Linked DNA regions of Sus scrofa: region 1 is linked to region 2. The links are chromatin contacts, called in public promoter capture Hi-C maps. All regions are on one chromosome and are shown on one strand. The core of a region is the stretch at or near the end of the contact, and the rest is flanking DNA. Distances in the headings are between cores, read along the strand shown. Region 1 holds the start of DBP (D site-binding protein). Region 2 holds the start of FBXO46 (F-box only protein 46).

Region 1 (7,016 bases), core at 2,883-5,382, 1.9 Mb after region 2:
ACCTAACCCCAGTGAGAAATCCAGGTCTGACTGCAAAGAAGTTGCCATCCCTGGCTGTTGGGCTCACCCTTGCCAAGCCTGGGTCCCACACCCAACCCAGCTCACCTTCTGTTCCTCTGGTACCTGGATCTTCCGTGCCTTCTTCATGATTGGCTGGGGCTTAAGTTCCTCCTCTGAGAAGCGATGTCTCCGAGGGTCAAAGGTCTCATGGCCGGGAATGCTTGACAGGGCTAAATCAGCTGGGTCGGGTTCAAAGGTCATCAGCACCTCCACGGTGTCTGGATCCACAGGGCTGGGTGTGTCCCGAGAGGTCAGGCCTTGGAGAAATAGAATGTGCCAACTGAGTGGGTGCATATTCACTACAAGGAAGGCTCTTGTGAGGTCCAACAAAAAAGCCTGCCAGAGATCAACCTTCCCTAAGCCATGAAGATGCTCATAAATCAGGGAACCGGCGTTGTCTTCGTGGCTCAACAGTTAATGAAACCGACCAGAACCCTTGAAGATGCGGGTTCAATCCCCAGACCCCTCAGGGGGTTAAGGATCCCGTGTTGCTGTGGCTGTGGTGTAGCCCAGGAGCTACAGCTCCCATTTGACCCCTAGCCTGGGAACTTCCAATATGCCATGGGTGTGGCCCTAAAAAGCAAAAAAAAAGAAAAACCAAAAATAGAAATCAGGGAACCAACTCCACTTTTACACACAGAAACAGGCACAATCATGCATGCCTTGGCCTAAGTGACGCGGGAACCTGAACTATTGCTTCTAAAACTTCAGGGTCACAGTAGTAGATTCCTATAGGCTAACCCCTCTTAACTGAATATCCAACCAAAGCCTAGATCCCAGGCTGTTCAGGGAAAGGAAATTAAATGCACCGACAAGTTCAAGGTAGCTTCTTAAGAGCTATAGCTGCAAAGTTAGGGACGAGCAGGATAAACTGCTCTAAAGTGCCAGGACGGAGCTTTAAACAGAAGGGCGGTCTGTACCTTTAAGAGCGAGCCAGCCGGGGACAACTGAGGACACGGGTTCAGGGCCGAGTCACGTGCCAGCGCCTGCTTTCCCGCCCCGCCCCCCTTCCGTCCCCCCCCAACCCCGCCTCCACTAGCGCCCTCACGTTCCCCAGTCCCCGCCCCCTCCTGCGTGACCGCGCGTGCGCGCAGCGCGAAGCAAGCAGGCGGGAGGAAAGGACTCACGTGGAGCGGGAATGTGCGGCTGGGAAAGGGAGGGCCCTGGTTGTGCCTGGAGGTCTAGCCAAGAGCAGGTGTGTCCAGGAACCCCCGACCCGAAGTCCGCCCCCTGCAACCCCTTGGTGCCCGAGGGATCACACTTTTCCTTTTGCTCCCTGGGGTCTCTCAGCTCGAACCTCTCAACCTCCAACGATCCAGACCCCTCTGCTCGCCAGGAACACTCGAGAATCGGCTCCCTAGATCTGCTCAGGCACCCAAAGCCTTTGCCACTAGGGTACAGACCCCAAGCCCTTCCTTTCCCAGGAATATAGAAAGCTCGGTCCTTTCCCCAATGGGAAAGATCTCTTCTGAAGGATTCTGGGAACCGGGGCGCGAACCCTTCTCCACAGGGGGGAACCAGGAGCCAGGGCGGCCAGTCCCTCACCCTCTCCCTCTCCATGGTAGGGAGCCTAGGAGTTCCGGTCCTACTCCAACTCCGCCGATTCCGGGCCCAGATTCTGGGGCGCAGTCCACTCCCCAATAAATAACTCCAGTGTTCCGGGGTCCCAGTCTGGACTCCTCGAGTGTCCAGACCCTTTGTCCTTACGTCCCGCGTAAAAGTCTACACACAACCTCTCCACTTTCTGGAATTTGGGATCCTAAGTCCCTCACCTCCTAAGGGTTCAGGAGACCCATTCCCTGATCTATGAGGGGACACAGAATCCGGACTCCTCTCTCGGCATCCCCCGAATAGGGGACCCTAGAAATGGGGCGTGCAACCTCAGTCCCACCTTCCCGACCCCCAGTGTAGCACAGCCCCGCCCCCTGGAGTCCAAGCCCCGCCCAACTAGGGCCCCGCCCCGTCCCCGACGTCGCACCTGCGCGGTGGCCGCCGGCGGCCCCGAGGGCAGCCCGGGCGGGGGCGTGCCCCGGCGAGGAGCGAGGGGAAGCCGACCCGCAGGAACCGGGCCCCGGGGAGGGTGCGGGCGTGCGCACGGGCGAGGGCGCTGGCGACGGGCCGCCGGGGGGCGGCGGGCTGGGAGGGAGCCCGTGCTCCAGCAGGAAGGCGTCCAGGTCCACGTACTCCACGTCGCCGAACGGCAGCGTCCGCTCCCACAGTAGCGGCGCCAACAGACCCGGGCCGGGCACAGCCCCCGGGCGTCCCCGCGGGGACCCGCCGCCCACCACCGCCCCAGCTGAGGCATCCGCCGGACCTGCAGGCTCCAGGCCCGGCCCCGGGACCGTGGCCGCCGGCGGGGCCGCTTTGCGCTCCTTTTCCTTCAGGAGACCTTCGGGGCCAGGGAAAGAGCGGGCAGGGTGGGCAGGAAGAGGGAGATGGAAATGAAGAAGAGTCTCCGAGTGGAGAAAGACAGGAGAAACGAGGGGATAGAGAGCCCCACCGCCGAGGTGAAGAGAAAGAGGGGACAGAAGAGAAGTAGAGGAGAGATCAGAGAGGGTGGGCAAGGGCCCAGAGATAGGAGGGGACAGAGGCTCAGAGAGGGAGAGAGACCCAGAGAGAAAAGACAAGAGACGGGGCGACAGACAGAGAGAGGGACAGAGAGCCAGAAAGAGGGGAGGACATGGATGCAAAGAGAGAGATGGGGACAGAGACCCAAGAAGAGATAGGGACATAGAAGGGGGACAGAAGTTCAAAGAGAGGTAGGTGGAGGGTTGGGCAGGTAAGAGAAAAAATGACAGCTCTGTAATTCTTCTGTAATTAGCCCCCTACCCCCCGCGCACTGTACCCCTTTCTCCTCGATCTCCCCCCCCCGTAAGGGTCAGGAAGGGGTTCTATTTCTGGGGCACATTCCTCGTCCCTAGACTCCATGTGACCCCAGGAGGCTCCGCCCAAGCCCGTGTAACTACCGTGTGAGCATCCGACACACCCCCCTCCCTTCTCCCTCGACCCCAAGAGTCCAAGACTCTCGGAACCACAAGAAACAGGGGGCTGGGGCCTAGAGTCTCGAGTCCTCGGGGTGGACGGGCTTGAAAGCCGGTATTTTTGGGTCCTGGGTGCTGAGGGATCTAGGGGCTTAAACACCTAAGTATTGGGGTAGATAAAGGTTGGAAGGGTGGACTCTGGGCACGTAAGAGGTATCTGTGGACCCTCCCAGCACTGGAGTCCCTAAGAGCTGGGGGGGGGGGGGCTAGAACTCACAGCTGGTTGGCTCTTTGGGCTTGCTGGTCCCCTGCAGAAGGCTCCGCAACCCAAGCAGCGCTCCCCCGCCAGGGGGGGCCCCGGCCGGGCCGCCCAGCAGCAGGGGGGCCGGGGTCCTGTCGCTCACGGGCCGCGCCATCGCCCGGCACCTGCCCGCAGGCTCACGGGCTCATAGAGAGGCGAAGAGCTGGCTTGCCAGTCAGCGGCACACTCCTGTGGTTCAGGCGGGTGTCTGCCCAGGGGCGGGCGAAAGTAGCTTGCAAGCCTCCAGTCTCCAGTCTCCAGAACACTGCAAGTCCTAGGAGCGATGGGGATTTGCAGTCCTCGGTGCAGAAATGTGCAACTCAAGAGGGTCCCAGGAGACCATACAGTCTGGGTGAGGGAGTGATCAAATCAGGCGGCCAGCTCTTTGCAACCGAGGGCTCAAGGGGACACAAGGCGCTCCTACAAGGTGGGCGAGCCTGGCTCTTGCAAAATCTGCAGCTCTCTCTAAGGAAGGAGCTTTGCAATCTGCACCAAGAGGTGTGCGCGGAGGGGCGGGGGAGAGGGCAGGAGGAGGCGGCTGCCTTGAGGCGTGGCCAAAGCAAACTTCTTTCGCGGAAAAAAAAAAAAAAAAGCCAAACCAAAACACCCGACGCCACAGCGCGCACCCCTCCTCTTGGCCCCGCCGGACTCTCAGGCCTTGCACCCCAGCCGCGTGCCTCCCTCCCGCTGAAAGCGCAGGCCAATCGCGTCTCGACCCCTCGAGACCCACAGCCAATGGGACTCCTGGATCTGCCGAGGCCTGGAGTGCGCGAGCAAGGGGCTCAGTGAGTGAAGTTACCTTGCCATTTGGAGGGAGGCGGGACCCTGACCTACATTTGCCCAATGGGAGACGGCTCTGGGGGCGGGACCGTGACCCAGTTCAGGCCAATGAGGCAGGCGGGAGGGGGAAGCACATGGCTCTGCGCGTGCTGCCTGACTGGGAGGGTGGGTGAGAGGGTGGGGGGCGCGGGAGAAGAGCCATACAGGAGCCACAAATCCTAATGATTGTTTTGGAAAAAGGAAGCCAAAAACCCGAGTAGTGGGGTTTAGGAAGTGGGAGATTGGTTTCTAGAAGAAGGCTGCTATTCTTTAATATCCAAATGCTTCCCCGCCGCGCCTAGAATCAGACCACTGAGATACAGGAAGTATTCTGTCCCTTTAATAGCTTTGTTTTGGGGGTGACTCCCCTCCCTCTGTGGGGAGGCTTGGGCAAGGCAGGCGCAATCCTCGATGGGGAGTCTCAGCGACCGTGGGGGGCACCATCCACTGTAAGACGAAACCGGTGGGGGGCGTTAGTTTAGGGCCTGATAGGATGCACCGGGTAGGGGGCGTGCAGGGGCGTGCAGGAGGCGGGGTAGCGGTGCTGGGCTGCGCCGGGCCATACCACAGGCAGGCTGCGAAGGGGAAACTGGAATGTACCAGCTTGAGAAGCTAGGGGAAAAGGACAGATTGCGAACTGGCAGTGGGCTGAACCATAGGGAGGCAGCAGGAGGGTGGCACAGGGACGTCCAGTTTCAGCATCAGGCTGAACTACGCGACGGTATTCACGGGGAGGCCTAGGCTATACCATGTTGGGAAGCCAGAGAGGTGGATGTCAGATCACTGGACTGAACCAAGAGGAGGCAGTAGAAGGGGAAGGGGATTGTACCATGTTGTTTTTCAGTGAAGGGGGTGTCAGACTTTGGACCAGCGTAGGGTTGTACCACATGGAAAGAGGGGAAAGGTTTCGGGCGATACCATTTCAGAAAGCCTTAACAAGAGCCACGGTCCAGTAGTTGATCGTACCCCCATGGAAGCAAGGGGGTTCGGGTTATACACCAAGTTGCAAGTCGCAAGCAGTGAGGAGGAAAGACAAATCATGGACCAGCAATGGTCTATGACGGAGAGGTGGGCTGTACCACGTTGACACAAATGGAGAAGGGAGAAAGAGCGAGTGAGAGCTCAGGAGGCTGGATCACACAGAAGCAGCAAAGAAGGGTAGGACTGTATCATATTGAGACACCAAGGGGAGACAGACACATAGGCGGGTTAGACCAAGACGAGGGGGTGCATACTGGATCATACCATGCAGGCGGTAGTTGGGGCCTCGGCAGCGCCTCTCGGGGTGCCTGGGGTCCCTGTTGCCCCTCAAGGCCCTGTGGGCCAAGGGCTGCAGGGGCCGGCCGTTCCCACTGAGGCTCTGGAAGATCTGGGACGGAGGATTCTGGCTCAGGAGTCTCAGGGAGTGCATCTGCCAAGGAGGGCGAGGGAGGGTGGGAACCTGGAAGTGACTAATGAATGGCCCTGCTGGCATCACAGAAAACCCCCCGCTCCTGGGAGCAGGTGGGCGGGGTCTTGCTCAGCCCCACCCCACCCTCCACCAAGGATTGCCAGACCCTCAGTCCCCTCCAGTTCTCTGTCCCCGATGGGAGGTGAAGCGAGGGGACACCCAGGCCAAGGAAGGGGCTGGGGGTGGCAGGGAGGGGGAATGAGCTGACAGGGTCACCTGGAGGGAGGTGATATTGAGGGCCCTGTCAATGAGGATCCAGGTAACAGTCTCCGAGCAGGGTGGGGTGCTGAGAGAGCCCTGATAGGTGATGAAGCCAAAGGATTCGGGGAATAGGAGCTCCAGGCTCAGGTCTTGAAGAAAGTAGGCATCATCTGCAGGAATATGAGGCGGGTGTGAAGAGCGGTGCCCCTGGAGAACGGCCCCTTGTGCACCCCCGCCCGCACCCCCCACCCCCCAGTGCCCAGGGACTTACTCTTGTAGGAGATGCGGGTGATGGTGTCACGGTTAAGGAGGCGGCTGAGGAATGGGTTTGAGTTACCAGCCACCTGTGCGGAGGTAAGAGGTGAAGCGACAGGCACCCAGAATCCCTTCCTCCCCTAGGGACCCCAGCTCCCCTCTTCAGAGACCCCAGGTTCCAGCCCCTCCCTCCCTCCAGAGTCTTGCCTGGGCTCACATTGACAAAGAGACTGAGAATGGCCAGGCCATTGGGGCCCCGGGAGGCGGCACTGAGGTTCCCGTAGAGCTCTTGGTTGAAGTGGATTAGCTGCACCTGGGAGGGGAGCACAGAGAGTGGGGTCCCCCAGCAGAAGGGGAGGAGAGAGCGGGTACAGCTCTGGTCCTTTGGGGTCCCAAGTCTGGTTCAGTATGAGTGCCCGGGGGGTGGGGGGGAATGCTGTGGAGGAGGATGGGGTGAGGCAGGAAGAGGAAGGGGGAGGGGAGAAGAACTGGGTTGACTCAGGGCGAAGGTCGGGGGTCAGAGGTTAGCGGCCACCACCTCAGCAGAGAACCCCTGGTGATTGATCTGGTGTTCCGAGCCAGCTCCGTCACGTGCTCCAAATAGCAGCCGCAGTTCGCTGAGCCGGTGGCTATAAAGGAGGGGCCCCCCTGACACATTGACCACGGGCCGGGGCGCAGGCAGGAAGGAGACGTGTCGACCAGTATTGTACAGGGTGCCCCGGAGCTGTGGGAGAGGTGGAGGTGTCATGGGGCTGCAGAGAGAAGTCCTTTTCCCTACACCTCCTCTCCCCTCTGCCAGCAACCCATTCGTCCTTCAGCATAGTTTGAACACCAGCCACTTTCCAGGCTCGGTGCTGGTCCATGGTAGGTGCCCAATATCAGCGACCTTATTTCATTAACAAATATTTATGGAGCTGCCGTAAGGTACCATGGATGTCAGGAACAGAGC
Region 2 (6,834 bases), core at 3,491-5,990:
AAGCCTGCCACTTCAGAAGCTGGAAACAGTATCAACCACAGATAAACCGAAGACAGAAGGAAGGAAATGATTTTTTAAAAAAAGCAGATGCCTGACTCCCATGCTGATTCAGGTGATGCTCCCCTCCCCGACCTTGGCCTCCATCCCGGGGTCGAGGAGGTCAGAGGGCTGGGCACAGCGCCGTGCCCAGGAAATACACTTGGCCACAGGCATACGGGCGTCGGTGGCAGGACCCCAGGGCTCTGCTCCTGCTCCTTCTATCCTCCCCTCTCTCTACCCTGACAGCCCTGCTACCCCTTTGTCCGCAGTCCCGATCCATCCATCCTCATCCGGACGCGGGGTCTGCTGGTCTCTCTCCCCTTCTCAAGTGTTCCTCTCTGAGAGCTCCCTGATGGCAGGAATCATCCAAATAAATCTGCAGGATCTAGAGATCCAGCGGGTAGCCAGAGTCCAAACAGAGCCGCCAGCCCCCCAGCTTTCCCACTCCCCAGGGTGTGACTGTAGGCAGGGTCCTTAGCCTCCTGTGCCTCAATTTCCCCCACTGTAAAACACAGATAATAATGGCACCCACCCAAGGGCTGGCTGATGAGTCACTGAGATCTCGGGGCCAGCGAGGCACCCAGGAGAGGCCAGTACGAAAGTGCCAGGATTATGAAGAAAAGGTGAGACTACTGAAGAGTCTGACCGCCACGGACCGAGCCAAAGACGTCCTCTTTATTTCACATTCTGAAATGAAACCGATCGGAATCCCTCACACTAATCAGCATATGGCCATCCCTCTGTTATCACTGGGTCCTGGGGCTCACCTAGTAACTAAGCGGTATTTACAGAGCAGCTACCCTGGGCCAGGCACTGGTCTGGGCAGCAGGGAATACGCAGGGGCCTGGAGACGGAAATCCTTGTCCTCCAGGATCGGAGAGAGGGGAAAATAAAGAGTCAAATTCAAGGTGCTGCAGGGAAGCAAATACAGCAAGTAGAGGGGATCAGGAATGGAAAGTGGGAGTTAGGATCTTTTTTTTTTAATTTTTTTTAGGGCCACACCTGCAGCATATGGAAGTTCCCAGGCTAGGGGACGAATCAGAGCTACAGCTGCCGGCCTATACCGCAGCCACAGCCACACAGGATCTGAGCCACGTCTGCGACCTCCACCACAGCCACTGCAACTTGGGATCCAAGCCCTGTCTGCAATCTACACTACAGCTCACGGCAAGGCTGAATCCTCAACCTTCTGAGCAAAGCCAGGGATGGAACCCACATCCTCATGGATACTGTGGGATTCGTTTCTGCTGCGCCACAACGGGAACTCCCTTTCTTTTTTTTTTTTCTTCAATTTTTGGCCGCCCCATGGTATATGGAGCTCTCAGGCCAGGGGTTAGATCTGAGTCGCAGTTGTGACTAATCTGCAGCTGCAGCAACACTAGATCCTTGACCCACTGTGCTGCGCCAAGGATTGAACCGTGTCCTAGCACACCAGAGATGCTGCCGACCCCATTGCTCCACAGCAGGAGCTCTGGGAGTTATGATCTTAATTGAAGGGTCAGGAGAGTATCAAAGAGCAAGTGGCAAGATAAGCATTTTAGAAAACCTGTACTTTTAGAAATAATACACCTTTTTTTGGGGGGGGGGCTGCGCCCAAGACATGTGGATGTTCCCAGGCCAGTGGTTAAACCCTCACCAAAGCAGTGACAATGCCAGATCCTTAACGCACTGAGCCACCAGGGAACTCCTAGGAATAATACAGCTTTACCAGAGCTGCCAGAAATATACCATTAGAAATGGTAAAAATATCATTTTGTATGAGTAAGATAAGCACAGGCTGCAAACACATTTAAGATTTGAAGAAAAGGCAAAATCACTTGGAAAGGAGACACAATTTCTAAGACAAACCAACAAAGGAAAGGGGGGAAAAAAAGTGTCACGTCACCCCAGATGTGACAAACAGGTACAGGGATGAGGAAGAAGTTGGCAACTCTTCTCCAAACCAACAGATTTTCAGATAATTCACTGAGACCAGGGGATAAAATGTTAAAAATCCAGGAAAGCAATGACCACCAGGCAAAGCTGGCACAAGGGACTGAAAATGAAGCAGGGATAGAAACACCCAATCCAGAAGAAAGAACACAAATGCCACCAGAGCTGTAAAACTGCCCCAGTGTTATGACAACAGCAAGCTCCCCAAGGGCCAGGTATTGGCCTGAACCTGGTACAAGCCCTGGCACATAGTAGTACCCTAGCAACACGCAGGGGGTGAACCCCCAATTCTCCAGAAGAGGAAACCGAGGCCCAGAGAAGTTAAAGGACTTGCCCAAAGTCACAGAGCAGGTGGGTGATGGGAGTCAGGATTCGGCTCTGGGTGTCCTGGTTCTGGAGCACGTGCGCAATACATTTTTCTTGGAGAAACAAAATTATTCAAAAGACCTCACACTTGTTAAAGGCTTACTACGCACTAGGCACGTTATACATGTTACCACATCGACCCTTGACAAGAGCCTCGTGGTTGGAAGGTGGTCCCATTTTACATACGAGAAAACTGAGACCCAGCAATGGGAATGCAACTTGGCCAAGGACACACAGCAGCAGAGGTGGGGATATGAATGTGGGCCTATCTGTAGCCAATGCTTTTCACCCTAAGCTCTCCTATCAGAGTCAGAGACCTTATGGGTCAACTCAGGAAGCCTCACAACAAATGAGCCCATTTCAAAATGACTTAGAAAGTTGCCACACTGCCCAGGGAAGTCCTAAGGACCAAAAGGGTGGGGGGGGGCAGAAAACCCACACAGTTGTTAGAAATAGTTCCTGCTCACTGAAATACCTGGAGTTGGGCCAGGCTGGGCATGGGCGAGTGAATTATTTATCTTTGGCTGTGGCTAGGAATGGGAATGGGGACAGATTGAATTTCTGAGCACCCCCTCAAGGAGTGACCCTTGGACCTAGGAGCCCAGGGGTAGAGAACTAGAAGGCAGCCTGGCTGATGTTTTCCTCACTGGTCCTTCACTACCGCCCTCTCTCAAGTCTGAGTTTCTCATTGCCATTCAAAAAAAAAGACAACTCATACGTATCAAGCGCGTACTCCAAGCACGTGACCTGCTTCCCTCCCCAAACCCTCTAACCATCCTAGGGTTACTGATCCCACTTTACAGTTGAGGAGCCGCTCAAAGACTTACTCAAGGTCACACAGTAAGTAAGGAGTAGAACTAAAATTCAAATTGAGGAGCTCTCTTGTGGCCCGGTGGGTGAAGGATCTGGCATTGTCACTGCAGCAGGCTCAGGTCACTGCTGTGGTGGGGGTTCGATCCCTGGCCCCGGCGAACTTTTAGATGCCAAGGGTGGGGCCAATACATAGATAAATAAATAAAATTCAACCTGAAGACTGCTTTCAGTTCTCAAGTCTCTGCCCTACTCATGACACTTCAGTACCAGGAAAGGGGACTGTATTACAGAGCTGAGAGCACGGACTCTGAGCCAGGATGCCGAGGTTGGACTCCTGAGTCAACCACTCATGCTGGCTGACCTTGGAAAAGTTGCTGAACCTCTCTGTGCCTCTGCTTCCTCTCTGTAGGATGGAGACAACTTAAGGGGTGTTGTCAGAATCAAATGAGTTAATACAAACAACTACGAACAGGGCCAGGCACTTCCTAAACAATTAGTGTGAGCTGGAGTTGACTGTGGGGAACCCCTGCATGCTTCTGAGCGGGGCTGTGCCCAGATCAGTGCCAGAGTTTGAGAAAACGCCCCTGGGGCTGGGCTGAAAAAGAGGGAATCCATTAGCACCTGTGACCCAGTCACATTCCTGGAGCAGGGAACTTCCCACCAACAGCTCTGGGATGCAAGCCTCCTCTCTTCTCAGCGGCATTTTGTTCCCACGATACAGATAAGGGCACTGAGTTTCATAGAGAGGGGACACTTGCCCAGGTCGCAAAGGAATGGCAGAAGAAAAGAACTGAGTGCTGGACCGTCTGTACACATAAACCACTACACTTTTCTAAATCCCATTAGAGAAATGTGAGTGCAAAAGGTTGTCTCGATGGCCCTTTCTGGCCATATCATCCTACAGTTCTGTGACTGTCCAGTTATCGGGAGTCTCTGGCTGGGCTAAGTAAACTATCGCTACATGCAGGCCCCTAATCTCATGCTCCTCACCCCACCCACAGTCCCGGGTCCTAACCTACACACCACTCTACCATTGATTTCTCTCTTCTACCATCTCAGCTTGTCCTCCTGCCCCCAATCCGATCCAGAGGCTCCAACCCACGGCATCCACAGCTGGCCTCTCCCTCCGGAGCCTCCAGACCCCCTCATTCATCTAGCACTGACTCCTAATGCCTTTCAACATCCCCTAGGCTAAACCCCTCGAAATTGCCCCCTTCAGTGCCTCTGTCTGGACGCCCAGCCCCTTCTCCAACTCGGGACTCCTTCCTCCAGCTCTGAGCTCCCTTACAATCAATCCCAAAGCTCGACTCTCTCCCCATCTTCAAGACCCATCCCCAACCCCCATTCTTCTACTACTCTCTCCGGCTCCCATTTCTCCCAATCCCATCCCCCAAACGATCTCCCCTCATCCAGCCCCTTCTTTAGCTCCTGCCTCTTCCCTCTCGCCACCGGGTCCCAAACGCCCGCCCCAGTTCGCAAGCGCCCCTGGCCCCAGCTCAGCGTTCTCACCATCTCCCCGCGCTGCAGCTCCCTCGGCTACGCGGGTTTCCCCCACTCGCTCCTCTCCAACCTCCCCTTCCGGGTTCCCGCCCCGAAGCCCGCTGGGAATTGGAGTCCGGGAGGCCGCAGACTACAACTCCCGGAAGGCAGCACGGTCAAGCTTGGAGGTGGGGAAAGAAGCAAACTGGGCGGGCTCAGGAAAAGAATGACTCTAACTCCCGGGAGACAGAGAGCGTGTGTGCCTGGTAGCGCAGGCGCAGAGAGCGCCCACGCCAAGCCCGCTGGGAAATGGAGTGCAGTCTCCTCCATTTTGGCCCTGGGCTTTTGGAAACGGAATTGAGAAAATTTAAAAGGGGCGTTTGTGTGGGGTGGAGAGTTGGGAAAGAACCAGTTTATCGATTTACTTAAACTTATTTACGTGTTAATTAATAGCGCCTTTCTCACTTTCCCATCCATTTTTCCTCCTGGGTTGTTTTATTTTGGTTTTTTTTGGAGCCACCCCTACCCCACATGGAACTTCCCGGGCCAGGGATCGAACACATGCAGCTGCAGCGACCCGGGCGCTGCAGTGACAAGTCTGGATCCTTAACCTACTGCACCACAAGAGAACTCCCCCTGGTTTTCTTACCACCACCTAATTTACAAGTATGGGAATTAAGCCTTAGGATGGAGGAAAACCAGATGCATTAGACATTTGTGCACATCGTAGTTATAATAGAAGCTCCAAGAGGACAGGCCCCTTTGTGTATCTTGTACAAGCACCCAGGACAATGGAAATAAGTGTTGAGTAAAAATGTATTGCATGCTAATTTTATGCCAGACACTGCAGAGAACCCCAGTAAGAATTATCCCAAATATATAAAAGTTAAGGCAGAAAGATGGAGTCCCCACTGTGGCACAGCGGAAATGAATGGGACTAATATCCATGAGGATGTGTGTTCGATCCTGGTCTCGCTCAGTGGGTTAAGGATCCGGCGTTGCGGTGAGCTGTGGTGTAGGTGAGCTGTGCTGTAAGTGGTAGACGCAGCTCAGATCCCGTGTTCCTGTGGCTGTGGCAGTTGCAGCTCCAATTTACCCTTAGGCTGGGAACCTCCATATGCCGCGGGTGCGGCCCTAAAAAGAAAAAGAAAAAAAAAAAGTTAAGGCAGAAAGAGATTGAGCATATTCTCCATGGCAACACAGCAAGAAAATGATTTGAACTGAAATATTTTAGACACCAGGATCTCTACTCTCCACTAGGTTGCTAGATCGCCTCCCCTTAAGCTATGTTTTCCTGCCCATCCTCCTCATGAGCCATAAGAGTGAACTTTCTAAAAGAGAGAGTCGGCTATATTAAAGAACATAATTTCAAGCGGTGAACTGCCACTAAGGCCCGATTCCAGTGGCCCTCCTCTTTGAATCTTTTCTGTTTATGGCCCTTTAATGCAGCCTCTGCCTCACTAGTCTCACACTCTGTGAGCCTGCACTGGGAAGATCGCGGCTAAATTCCCGACTTCCAGCGCAGTGCTTGGCAGGCACAGAGTAGGCCCTCATTAGACATGCACTAGAGGGATGAGGGGGAGAAGGGACACCAGAGGGCAGGAAGGGAGACTGGTCAGGTCTCTCTGGCTAAGGGTTGGCGGTTAGGAGACCCCGCCTCTTGTTTAGGCTACTTCAGCCCGGGACTCAGGAAGTGGCCGGGGGGCGTGGCCAGGCAGGGCGGTGCCTGCGGAAAAGGCGGGTAGCTGAGCGAGCCCTGATTGGCCGGCACTTTGGCGCGCACAGGCCAAGGCTGTGTCAGGAGGCGCGAGGCCAGGCTCGCTCTGTGCAGGAAGGGACCTTTCCCCGGGCGCGCGTGCGCAGGGCCACTTGCACCCTGCCGTTTCCCTTCTCCAGTCTCGCGCCCAGCACACCTTGGCGGGAATTGGTGGAGGCGTGGCCTGGCCTCAAGAGCTCCCTCTTGCTCTTCTCCTCAGGCCTCAGGCCGGAGCCTCGCACCAAAGGGAATTCGTGCCCATCCCACGCCTGGGTTGGGAACGTGGCAGCCGAGGCCGACCTGGGGCTCGCGCGTGCACCGCCAGCGTCCCGAGACCAGAACAAGGCGCTAATCCGGCTCCCAAGTGTGGGGCTGGCACAAAACCAGAAGGGGGGCCTCACGCCATTTTGCACATCCTGAGGCGCGTGCTGGAGTCCGAGGGGAATGGG

What was found. Promoter capture Hi-C pulls out the DNA fragments that hold promoters and counts their contacts.
Region 1: a promoter capture Hi-C map of liver shows a contact between it and region 2, with 7 times the contacts expected there. The contact joins the promoter of DBP here to the promoter of FBXO46 in region 2. A contact is called at or near these places in 1 of 5 promoter capture datasets (liver) and 1 of 47 Hi-C or Micro-C datasets (liver).

Annotation. Positions count from the first base shown.
Region 1 is chr6:53,988,912-53,995,927 of Sscrofa11.1, forward strand. DBP (D site-binding protein) reads right to left here and starts at 4,133. Exons shown (of 4, transcript XM_003127286.6): 1 at 3,319-4,133; 2 at 2,039-2,449; 3 at 106-317. The coding sequence starts at 3,457. CA11 (carbonic anhydrase 11) reads right to left here. Exons shown (of 9, transcript NM_001004038.1): 4 at 6,606-6,791; 5 at 6,279-6,380; 6 at 6,084-6,159; 7 at 5,828-5,982; 8 at 5,407-5,572; 9 at 4,486-4,608. The coding sequence ends at 4,583. It overlaps LOC110261016 (a long non-coding RNA gene), which reads left to right and starts at 5,195. Exons shown (of 3, transcript XR_002344719.1): 1 at 5,195-5,319.
Region 2 is chr6:52,064,450-52,071,283 of Sscrofa11.1, forward strand. It overlaps FBXO46 (F-box only protein 46), which reads right to left and starts at 4,741. Exons shown (of 2, transcript XM_021094574.1): 1 at 4,660-4,741.